Regions from separate parts of the Mus musculus genome. Here region 1 is linked to region 2. The links are chromatin contacts, called in public HiChIP or PLAC-seq maps. All regions are on one chromosome and are shown on one strand. The core of a region is the stretch at or near the end of the contact, and the rest is flanking DNA. Distances in the headings are between cores, read along the strand shown.

Region 1 (5,390 bases), core at 1,815-4,314, 260 kb after region 2:
CACATGGAGACTCACAGGAGAATGAACATCTTAAATGCTTGACATTTATGTAATGCTGGCTAGTTCACATAGTGAAATCTTCACATAACAGATGCAGTTTCATACTTTTTAAAGTGCGTGTTCAGCTAAAGCGATGGAACACTGGGTAAGAGAGAAGCAGAGTCAGGCAGGGCAACAAGTCCCAAGGGACGTTCAGTGTGAGACATTTCACACACACAGAGCTCTAGATTGTGCTTCTGAGTTATTAAAAGATTTTTTGCAAATTTCTGAAAATATTTTCAGTTGGCTTGAGGTATCTCTCCAACCTTGTGCCAATGGACTTTTATCCCACCTTGTAACCCAAAAACCAATTATCTTTGTAATGATGACTATAATATACCTGTAAGGCAGCAATCTGCTACTAAAGCATACCGAAACTTCTAAATAGAACGTATGTCCTCTTAGGACGTTCTATGGCTATTCCAAGAACGTGGTCATACTTTTCAAACTACTTTTAGAATTCCATTTTGGAATCACATTTGGCAGTTAAAGGCTAAATAGGAAAGCCAGTACTATATGTGTAATATGTATGCCTACATACATATTTAACATCACTCACTATATTCAAAGAATTTGATTTCAAATTACAGTTTGGGCTCTATAAAAAAGTTGCCCCAATAGAGAAAGATTTTTTTCTAGTATGAAAATTATTATTATTATTATTATTATTATTATTATTATTATTATTAATGAAAACATTTGGAGTGGCACCCATACAAGCTATCAAACAGGAACAGTTTCTAGGAAGGACACAGCTGTGATTTTCCAAGACAGATAATTTGGGGGCTAAAACGGGCTTAAAAGAAACATTGGTTTTTATGTATAATATTAGACTTCTGTTTAAACAACTACAGTATGTTCTCTTTGCCCTTTGGACCGCTGAATTATATCTAGTAATAAAAGACCTTTAAAAAATCCAGAAGTCTTTTAAAATAAACTCTAAATTTAAAATCTTGCACAAAAATTCCGGGAGAGCACACCAATCTGCGTAATGACGTTTCTGCTCTGCCTAAGTTTCTGCTCTGAGCACCCGAAGCAGGTCAGCCATGCAGGCTCTAGAATCTGAAGGTCTGCTGAATTCTGGTGAAAGTACAGGGGCCTTCAAACAGATCCAAGGGACTCAGTTCATTAGAAACAAACAAGCAAACAAACAAACAAACAAAAAACAGTATTTGAATACAACTGTTAAGTTCAGTTCAATGATTTTTGTCTCACAGTGTGATTCCTGTAACACGAGCTCTTCAATAACGGTGAATTTTATTTTTTGTTGCTTTTTAGCACTTACGCCTTAAAGTGCTTGGTTGTGTGGCTTAAGATTGTTTTTATTTTTTTTGCATTTCACATTCCCTTGGCCGCATTTGAAGAAAGGGAATGTTCTTTTACATTTTAAATTTGAGAATGAAGTAGTAACCCTCCCATTTCTGTCTTTTTAGTTTTAAATGTTTGGCTTTATGTTTAGTTTTAAATAAACGATTCTCCCCGGGTTCCCACATCATTCAATGAGAGGGGTGGAAATGTACAAGCTGTCCACCCCTGCCCTTCTTAAATGCTGCTGTCCCTGGTTTCAGAATTATGCAGTTTGCCGACTTCCATAACTGAGTCCGGTGGACCCTCTCGGAAGAAGAGCACAACTGGATTTTTTCGAGCCCACATGACCACTTCCCCTCCTGACCCACTAGCTGGGTTGGAAGAAGGCATCCTGCTGCAAGCCCCAAGCCTGTTGGCACAGCCATTTCGAAGGCGATTGCGACTTCTGGCTTGAAAACCTAGGCCTTGGCTAGGCAAAAAAGCATCCATGTTTCTAGTCCTGTACCCTTCTTCGCGGTTGCGTCCTAGGAGCATGGAAATGTTGGGGTTGCGGATGGCATATATGACCGGGTTGATAGCCCCATTGGCCCAGGTCAGCCAAACAGCCGCCACATTGAGCAGCGAGGGAGCCTGCGTGGCCTGACCCTGCCGGGTCGCGGCCAGCAGCACCAGGAAGCAGTAGGGACCCCAGCAGCACATGACAAAGATAATCATGATGAGCACGGTGGTGGCTGTGCGCACCTCGCTGAAGAAGCGCAGCACGCGCGCGTAAGTGGTCATCGGCCGCACGCGCACGTCCGACAGGCGCACGGTCTTGCAGATGTGGTAGCGGCAGAAACACATCAGTAGGAAGGGCAGCAAGTAGCAAGCCACCACCAGTCCCACGCTGTAGGCGACGCCCAGCTGCGCAGGGTCTGGGGAGGTTCTGTAAAGGCAGCGGTGGAAGCTCTGCGGAGCGGGGGGCTCCCGGGGTGCCCTGAGCAGGTCCCAGGGCAGGGAGAAGCCCAGCGCAGCCAACCACGCTCCTGCCAGCAGCTGCAGCGCGCGCCGCCGGCCCAGCTTGTCCCGCGGCGGCCGCACGATGGCGCAGTAGCGGTCCAGCGAGATGAGCGCCACGCTGAACGTGGATACGATTCCGAAACACGAACTGAAGAAGCGGCTGGCTGCGCAGAAGCTGCGCCAGGGCCCAGAGTCTCCGGGAGGCGCGAATAGATCGAGGAAGGCGGCGGGTAGGCAGAGCAGCGCAGTGAGCAGGTCCGACAGGGACAGCGACAGGATGAAGGCGTTTGTGACCGTGCGCAGCTGCCGATGCTTCACGATCACCCCCATCACCGCGCAGTTGCCCAGGCTAGACAGCAAGAAGATGAGCAGGAGCACGAGCGCCTGGGCGGCCACCGCTGCCCCGTGCCATAGCAGCGGTGCGGGTCCCCGAGACCCCGCTGCCTCCGGCCTGCCCGCATCGCTTTGGTTTCCCAGCGTTACCGTGGCTACGGAGCTGAACGACAGCGCGGCTGCAGTGGCCGTGGAAGCCGCCCCTCCCGGATGCGCGCTACCCTGCAAGGTTGCACTCGCGGCCGGGCGGCCAGGCGGCCGCGCCTGCTCCTCCATGGGGTTCCACGCAGGCCGCCGCTCTGCTCATCCCGCAGCAGGGTGAAAGGTTGTGCGGACCAGAACGGCAGCTGCGGGGAGTGGGTGGGACTCGGTCACCACTCGGGACTGGTGGAACCTTGACGTGGGTTCTAGGCGTTGCCGAGGGAACCGCCTATTTACGCAGGAACGCGGGGCGGGACGCTAGCGGTGTACCCCAGGAGAGCCGGCCCACCTTATCTCCTTTCCCAGCCTGAGGGTGACCAAGCCACGGGTCTGCTAGTCTGAGAGAAGGCATGGTTCACCTCTGGCACCCCGGCAGGCCGGAGAAAGCCAGACCACCCCGCAAACGAATGGCAGATTCAGCTGAGGCGCTCTTGCTCCTTCCTGTCCAGCACAGATGCCCTGGTGGGGAGGGGATGCTGCTGTGGGCGTCTCTGGCCTCCACAGGTAGGAAAGGAAAAAGAGTCCACACCTGGAGATCTTGAACATGGTAGGGGTGGGGTATTCTAGTACCTCTGCATTTTGAGTGGGCAACAGAATCAGTCATGCTACAAGCGACTAGGTTCTAATCTCAGTTTCAGACAATGTAGCTCTGGGATGAGTACCAAGAATTCATATTGATAGTGAGGATGATGATGATCCAAGGGCCACATTTGGAAAATCACTGCTGGAACAAATTTGTTTCAGTAGACTCCTTGCTCACATTGAACATTCCTGAGGTTGGGCTTCCCGCTTAAGCCTGTTTCTGAACAGGTGTTCTCAAGGACTGGAATGTGGATCTAGGAAGGAAGATGTCATTACTGTTCAAGGGCCGGGGCTTTGGATGGTAACTAGTTAAGTGCATTTAAAGGTTTCTCAGAATCAGCCTTACAGCGTCTGGGCTAGATCATCACGTTTGTGTTCTTTGTTGGTAGGGGCTGTTCCATTCGAGGATGATTGACAGTATTTTTGTATCCACCATTGGATGGCAGCAGCTGCAACAACCCAAATAAACAGCAAATAAAAGACCCTGCCCCATAAGACTTTAAGTCTTAGGAAAACACAAATACATTACAAGATGAGTGTTTTATTTTAATAGGAAATTCAATGGAGATCGTTGCTAGAGGAGTAGATAAAAACTTTTTATGCCAAACCACATTGGACTATTGGGGTCCGGGTGGGGGTGGGGAGCAGAGGAGGAGAAGGAAGAAGAGATACAGTGAATGCAAACGTGGTGGCAAGAGGTTAACCCTGAAGGTGACAGTGTCTGAATTCCAGGCTCCATGCAAGTGGTGTGGGAGGTGGTAAATGGGAGATGTGTAAGGTTTTCACGGGACAGCATTTATGTGCTGTACTGTGGAGACTGAATGTTATGGAGGTGTGGTAGTTCGAATATGCTTGGCCCAGGGAATGGCACTATTTGGAGGTGTGGCCTTGTTGGAGGAACTGAGTCACTATGGGTGTTGGCTTTAAGCTGCCTGGAAGTTAGTTTTATCCTAGTGGCCTTCAGATGAAGATGTAGAACTCTCAGCTCCTCCTGCACCATGCCTGCCTGGATGATGCCATGTTCCCACCTTGATGATAATGGACTGAACCTCTGAACTAACATAAGCCAGGCCCAATTAAATGCTCTCCTTATAAGAGTTGCCTTGGTCATGGTGTCTGTTCACAGCAGGGAAACCTTAACTCAGACAGGAGGTGTAGTGAAACTATCAGCTGACCTTTACCAAACAAGGCCCACAGACAGGGACTTGGTTCAAACAAGCAAGAGGGACCTCATACCATCCTGGTTCACTTATCTCCTTATCTGCACCGATGTCTTCTCTGCCAGTTTCTCTATTCCTATTGGAGCCCAGTCCTTACCCCTCAGAGCATCCTCATTCCTCTTCAGAAATGCGTGAGATTTGTTTCACAAGGTTTATAGATTAATTTTTAACCTCACAGCTGTATTTCAATAATGTAGCTTGAGGCTGTAGAATCAATCCTTAGAACCAGTTAATGAACCAAAGGAAACAAAATCAACCAAAAAAAACCAACCAAACAAACAAAAAACAAAACACATAAGCAAACTACCACACCCAAGCCAAATAGCTCCATCTAAAGAGCTAGCAAAAATTTGGTTACCAGCTGGTCTTTGCAGCATTACATGGTGACTTTGTGGCACTTGGGTACCAGTTGGTGTAGATAATGAGGGCTTTGTAGCAAAATCAATACCCAAGCAGCAGCTATAACAATATCTGTCAATGAAGTTGACTCCTGGGGCGACTAGAGAGATGGCCCAATGGTTAAGAGCATTGTCTACTCTTCCAGAGGTCCTGAGTTCAGTTCCCATTATCCACATGGTAGCTCACATCCAGCTATAATGGAACCCAATGCCCTCTTCTGATGTGTGTCTGAAAACAGCTACAGTGAACTCATAAAAATAAAATAAATCTTAAAAAAAAAAAGAAGAAGAAGAAGTTGACTCCTTTTGA
Region 2 (5,745 bases), core at 914-3,413:
ATGATCAGAGTTTAATCTCTGAAACCCAAATCTTTAAAGAAGTTCCCAGGCCAGCCAGCCTGTTATTCACTGCAGATCAGATCGATCCCCTTGCCTCAGTGAGGTGTAAGGGGGCAGCCAGTCTGAAAAGTTGTCCTCTGACTTCCACAAGCACATGCCTACACACACACACACACACACACACACACACACACACACACACACACAATTTAAAAAACGAATAGAGGCAGACATTTTTTTAAGCTTACGGTAAAGTTTGAGGTTAAAGTTTAAGAACGGCAGTTATATTAATGGATCATTAAGATAGTGAGGATTTCTGGGTTTATGGGTAAGTTTTTGCTTAGCTGTATTTTCTAACTTATCGAAGAAGAAGAAGAAGAAGAAGAAGAAGAAGAAGAAGAAGAAGAAGAAGAAGAAGAAGAAGCCTTACCAATTAAAAATAAAGTTAATGAATAACAACAAAAAACCCTAAAACCTTGAGTGTGTGTAGACAAGAAAGGTCAGTAGCAAATTGCTCCTCTTGTGGTGCTCAGTGTTTCCATTTAGCGCCCACACTGCTCTCATTCTATAAACACGTGTCCAGAAAACCTTCCCACAAACAGACACTCCGGATTTCACGTTGTCCAGGCAAACCCTCTACCGAGCCAAAGAAACCGAACCCAAGCTCGTGGTAAAATGCAAGGCTAGGCACAAAGCAATGAGTTCAAGGTCTGGGAACCTGGGTTCCAGCCCTCACCAGTGTTTCTGAACTGTAAGGGGGGGGGGCGGGGGAAGGGCACCCGGCTCAGAAGCGGCAGACGAGCTTGTTAAAAATAAACTTCCATATCGGGTGTGGTGGCACAAACTTTTCATCCCACCACTCAGGAGCCAGAGGCAGACGGAGCTCTGTGAGCTCAAGGGCAGACTCATCAGTACGGGAATCCCAGGCCGGCCTGAGCTATACAGTGAGACCCTTTCTTTAAAAAATTAATAATAATAACACTGCCGCCGCCGCGGCTAATGAGGATGAGGATGGTGATGACGACGATGATAAGAGAAAGAGGAAGAAGAAAGAGGAGGAGAGGAAGAGGAGAAAAAGGAGGAAGAAGAGAAGGAGGAAGAGGAGGAGAAGGAGAAAGAGGAGGAGAAGGAGGAAGAGGAGGAGAAGGAGGAAGAGGAGACAAATCTGTTCTTCCTATGGTCATGGCAGCGCAACACCTGTAAGCCTAGCACTTGAGAAGGTAGAAAGATGTAAGTTTAAGGGTGCCAGTGTTACACAGAACGCACAATGTCCAGTTAGGTTTCTACTGCTGTGACAGAGACTATAACCAAACCAAACCAAACCAAACCAAACCAAACCAAACCAAACCAAACCAAAAACCAATTGTGGAGGAAAAAGGTTTTTTTTCACTTCACAGCTAGCCATCACTGAGGGACATAGGGCAGGAACTCAAAGCAGGAGCCTGGAGGCTGGACCTGACGCAGAGGCCATGGAGGGATGCTGCTTTCTGGCTCATGATCACCTGCCCTGGTGCCCAGTGGCACTGCTCGCAGTGATCTGGCCCCTCCCACATCAGTCGTTAACCAAGAAAATGCCTACCAAGCTCGCCAATCGGATGTTTCCTCTTCCTAGATGCGTCTAACGTTAATTTTACAACAAACAAACAGACGAACAGGACATGCATGTTCAAGATGGCATGATCTACATAACATGATCCTGTCTCAGGAAAAAAATATAAATAATTAATTAATTAATTTTGAAAACTGCCCCCGCTCTGGGCACCCTCATAGATCCCTTTGCATACTGAAATGTGAAAACCTTTGCCAGAGACTGGTCAGATCGCTGAGATTTTTCAGTTTTCAGTCAGTTCCTCATGAAAGTGCCAATCCTGGCCGACTGCAGAGTGTGGTGCCTGTGAGTCGGCTTTGAAAAAGTCCAAACACCAGAGAGATGGAATCCATTGTTCTCACTTCCACTCTCAAGGAAGAGCCGGGGCCCTTTAAAGGAGACCAGAGGCAGAAGGAAATGCTTCCGAGGGGCATTATTTCAGGTAGTCCCAGATAAGAAAGGTGGCGTGGGCTGAAGGATGAATTCCTTTCAATCCAAACTACAGAGGACACAGCGCAAACAGCCAGGCCCAGGCCTCGCAAGGACAGCAGAGCTGTTTGCCAGAACATAAATCAAATTCCCCAGAATGCAAAGAATGCTTCAGATCCATCACAAAGAAAGCCTGCTTTTGACAAAGGACTTCTCTCAGGTCCCTAAATTCCTCAGATGATACAAGGGTTCCCTGATCATCCTTGGAAATCCCAAACCTTTCTAAATGTAAAGAAACTGTTCCCTTCCTGTCTGTTCCAGGTTTCTGGCCATGGCAGGTGGAAATGGAGCAAGGAAGTGAAATACCACAAATCTCCATTAAGTTTGAGTTGTAGGACACAGAGTCCCCTCTGGGTTGACAGTTCTAGGTTAGCCGTGTTTCCCGTGGGAATACTGGCCCCACAGAGTTTATTGATCTACCTTAAGTAAGGTTAGTCTGGACTGAGACATGGGGTATGTGTAAAATATATACTGATTTTGAAGACTTTACAAACTATCTAGTGACTAATTCTTAAATTGTATTTTAAAATAATATCGTGTGTATGGTTAATCAAGATATATTAAAGTTGATTTCTCCTGTATGTACTTTTTCAAATTAAATTATTAGCTTACTTTAATTATATCTATTTTAAGGCAAAATCAGTTTAATAAAATCACAGACCTGTTTTCTAGATATTTGCTGAGGCTAGAGAAATAAGTTGCAATATTAGCTTTTAGGCTATTATTTCTTTCTATTTTATGGCCATGAGTGCTTTTCCTGTGTCTCTATAAGAGTATGAATCTACCCAATACCAGTGGTGCCTAGAAGAGGATGTTGGATCCCCTGGACCTGGAGTTACAGACAGTCTGAGCTGGTACATGGGTCCTGAGAACTGAACTTAAAAACTCCACAGGAGTAGCCGATACTCTTAACTGCTGAGCCATCTCTCTAGCCCCAACCTCAGCTAAAAGCAAACAAACAAAAAACAAAAAACAAAAAAACAAAAAAAAACTTTTAATTTATAAGCACATAAACATTTTACACATTAATGGGCTACCCCATAATGTTCCCTGTATGTATAGGCTATGTGGTATCTCCTCGAATACATATTACCACTTGTCTTTTAAAAATGTTCCTGGGCTGGTGAGATGGCTTAGTGGGTAAGAGCACCCGACTGCTCTTCCGAAGGTCCAGAGTTCAAGTCCCAGCAAACACATGGTGGCTCACAACCATCTGTAACAAGATCTGACTCCCTCTTCTGGTGTGTCTGAAGACAGCTACAATGTACTTACATATAATAATAAATAAATATATTTTTTAAGTTCCTTATTTTAATCTTTATTGTGTTCATGATGTGTGTATGGAGTGGGTACATTAGAGGACAGTTTTGTAGACTTGGTTCTCTCCTTCCACCTCTCCCTGGGTTCTGGAGATTAAACCCAGGTTGTCAGTCTTGTTTGACAAGTTCTTTGCCCTCTGAGCCATCTCTCCAGCCTCTACATAATTTCTTTACGGTGAACATCCTTTCCTCTGGCCTTTTGTGACTCACAGCACATAACTGTCTGTCAGCACTCTGCTGTGGTGTACCAGAGCTCCTTGCTCCTAACCTCAGCCTAGTGTCTGCTATCCAACCATTTTCCCATTCACTGCCTTTGCTCGGGTTTAGATGTGGCTACTCAGAAGTCTTGAAGCAGGCAGGCATCGGCTTATCTTACACTTCTACCTGACAGTCACGTTCTAACGAGTGAAGTGTAAGCAGGTGCCACCAAGCAACAAGCCATTGTCTTTCCATCTATTTTAAACAGGACAGTTTCCATTTTCAAAATACTTCTCTCTCTAACCTTCACTGAAGTGGCTAAGAGATTTCTCTGTTGACATTGCCTGTGGTGTGATGAGAGATCTCCTCTTATTTTGATCTTTATAACCTCTCAGTCCCTCAAGGTCAGGAGTATGTTTGATTCTCTGATTTGCATGGCTGTTTGCCCCACTATGGAGCATGAAGGTCTAGTTTCCTTCAAAAATGATTCATTGTATTTATCATCAATGCCAGCTGCCTTCTGCTGGCCACATCAGGTGGCTTCTCATCAGTCTTTGTGTGCTTTCATTATTGTCACATCTGTAGACAGACTATGCTCACTAATTGACAACCACATTACGAAAGAATAAAGGGGGACCCAGGGAAGACAATAGAGTTCTGACCATCACTGGCCAATACAGCTAAAGGAAATTCAGTATCAAAAATACTCCATTTTGCCGAAAACTTGAAGTGAGTGTATTTCCTTAAAGAAAGGGGAACAATGAAATTAGAATCATAAATAGAATATATAGAATATTCAATATTCACCACAGGAAGACCTTGGTCTATGAAGAGAAATCTTGGAAGGAAGAATTTTAGATGTGAATGTAAATTTTGTTTTCTTTAGATTAGGTCTTATGGAGCTCAAACATAGCCTCAAGCTTGCTAGGCAGCTAGGGATGACTTAAAGCTTGTGGGTCTCCTGCCTCTTCCTCTTGAGTGCTGGGATGACAGACTTGCATCACCAGACCTGTGTTATGCAGTACTGGGGATGGGACTCCGCCTTCACGCATGCTAAATGTCTTAATTAAGGTTTCAATGACTGTGGAGAGACACCATGACCAAAGCAACTTTTATAAAGGAAAACATAGAGCTGGGGCTGGCTTACAGTTTCAGAGGTTCAGATCATTATCATCATGGCAGGAAGCATGACTTTGGGCAGGCAGACTTGGTGCTAGAGGAGGTAAGAGTTCTACATCTTGATCAGAAGGCAGCCTGGAGGAGACTGGATTCCTTCCACACTGGGCAGAGCTTGAGCATAGGAGAACCTAAAACCTACCTCTGCAGTGACATACTTCCTTCAGCAAGGCTACACCTTCTCCAACAAGGTCACACCTCCTAATAGTGCCACTCCTATGGGCCAAGCATTCAAACACATAAATCTATGGGGCCAAACCTATTCAAACTACCACACTAGACAAGCACTCTGCCAATTGAGCTATGTCCCCAGCTCTTGAATGTGGATTGTCAAGCCCAGTAAGACATGTTCTGAACTAGGCAGTGCTAGAACCTGTTATTACTCTTTTTATGTTTGACTACAAATTGAATTCTTCTTACTTGATGATCAGTAGGTCAAGCATGCATGCATACTTCTGTAACCTACCTCCAGCTTTTGTATGTACACACCCAATTTGTCTTAAGCCATCCTCTGTGGCCGTAAGCTTTCCAGCTCCTACAAGATCTCTTTGTGGGGAATATGGAGATTTTAAAGTGTAAGCCTGAAAGGCTTATGAGATTATAATATTTAATTTTGAAATATTTCTTCTGTGGTTGCTTGTACCAGTAAGCTATTATCAAAACAAGGATTAGCTAAAATCCGGCTTTTGCCTGTTATAGAAAATCTGTAGGTCAAAGGGAGGAATTTGTTAAAAAAAAAAATCGCAAACACATTTTGAAGGATTAAGCAAGTCTCTAAAAGTATGCCTCTGTGGGACACCCTTCACTCCCCCCCAAAGTCCTTTGTGGGCTTTATTTAATTTCTATAAAGAAACACAATAAAAAGCTGAACACCATAGTATAATGTTCTGGGAAATCACAATATTTCATTTACAATGCTCAGCAAAACCTTACCACATTTCATTACAAAAAAGCATTTAGAACTTTAACAGCTGG

The links. HiChIP or PLAC-seq counts read pairs in DNA pulled down with a chosen protein or histone mark.
Region 1: a contact with region 2 is called in an H3K4me3 HiChIP or PLAC-seq map of embryonic stem cells, with 8 times the contacts expected there. The contact joins the promoter of Gpr135 here to the enhancer-like site in region 2. A contact is called at or near these places in 16 of 39 promoter capture datasets (the HPC-7 cell line, HPC-7-derived erythroid cells, the SN4741 cell line and 11 more), 15 of 484 Hi-C or Micro-C datasets (CD4 T cells, CD8 T cells, the G1E-ER4 cell line and 10 more), 26 of 115 datasets of contacts at active chromatin or transcription factors (the 230-238 cell line, astrocytes, bone marrow-derived macrophages and 14 more) and 3 of 9 other capture datasets (adipose tissue, liver and pancreatic islet).

Annotation. Positions count from the first base shown.
Region 1 is chr12:72,068,037-72,073,426 of GRCm38.p6, forward strand. Gpr135 (G protein-coupled receptor 135) reads right to left here and starts at 3,065. Exons shown (of 1, transcript NM_181752.2): 1 at 1-3,065. The coding sequence starts at 2,955. The coding sequence ends at 1,582. Gm3225 (predicted gene 3225) reads left to right here and starts at 3,138. Exons shown (of 2, transcript NR_168042.1): 1 at 3,138-3,384; 2 at 3,852-3,979. It also overlaps a transcript of L3hypdh not described here.
Region 2 is chr12:71,811,893-71,817,637 of GRCm38.p6, forward strand. No RefSeq gene overlaps it. Among named protein-coding and RNA genes, the nearest start is that of Daam1, 16 kb to the right of the region's middle. Within about 2 kb of position 2,164, at least 14 of the 459 cell types and tissues checked have an H3K27ac peak or open chromatin away from gene starts, as enhancers often do. A contact at or near this core is called in embryonic stem cells and trophoblast stem cells, where this site is marked.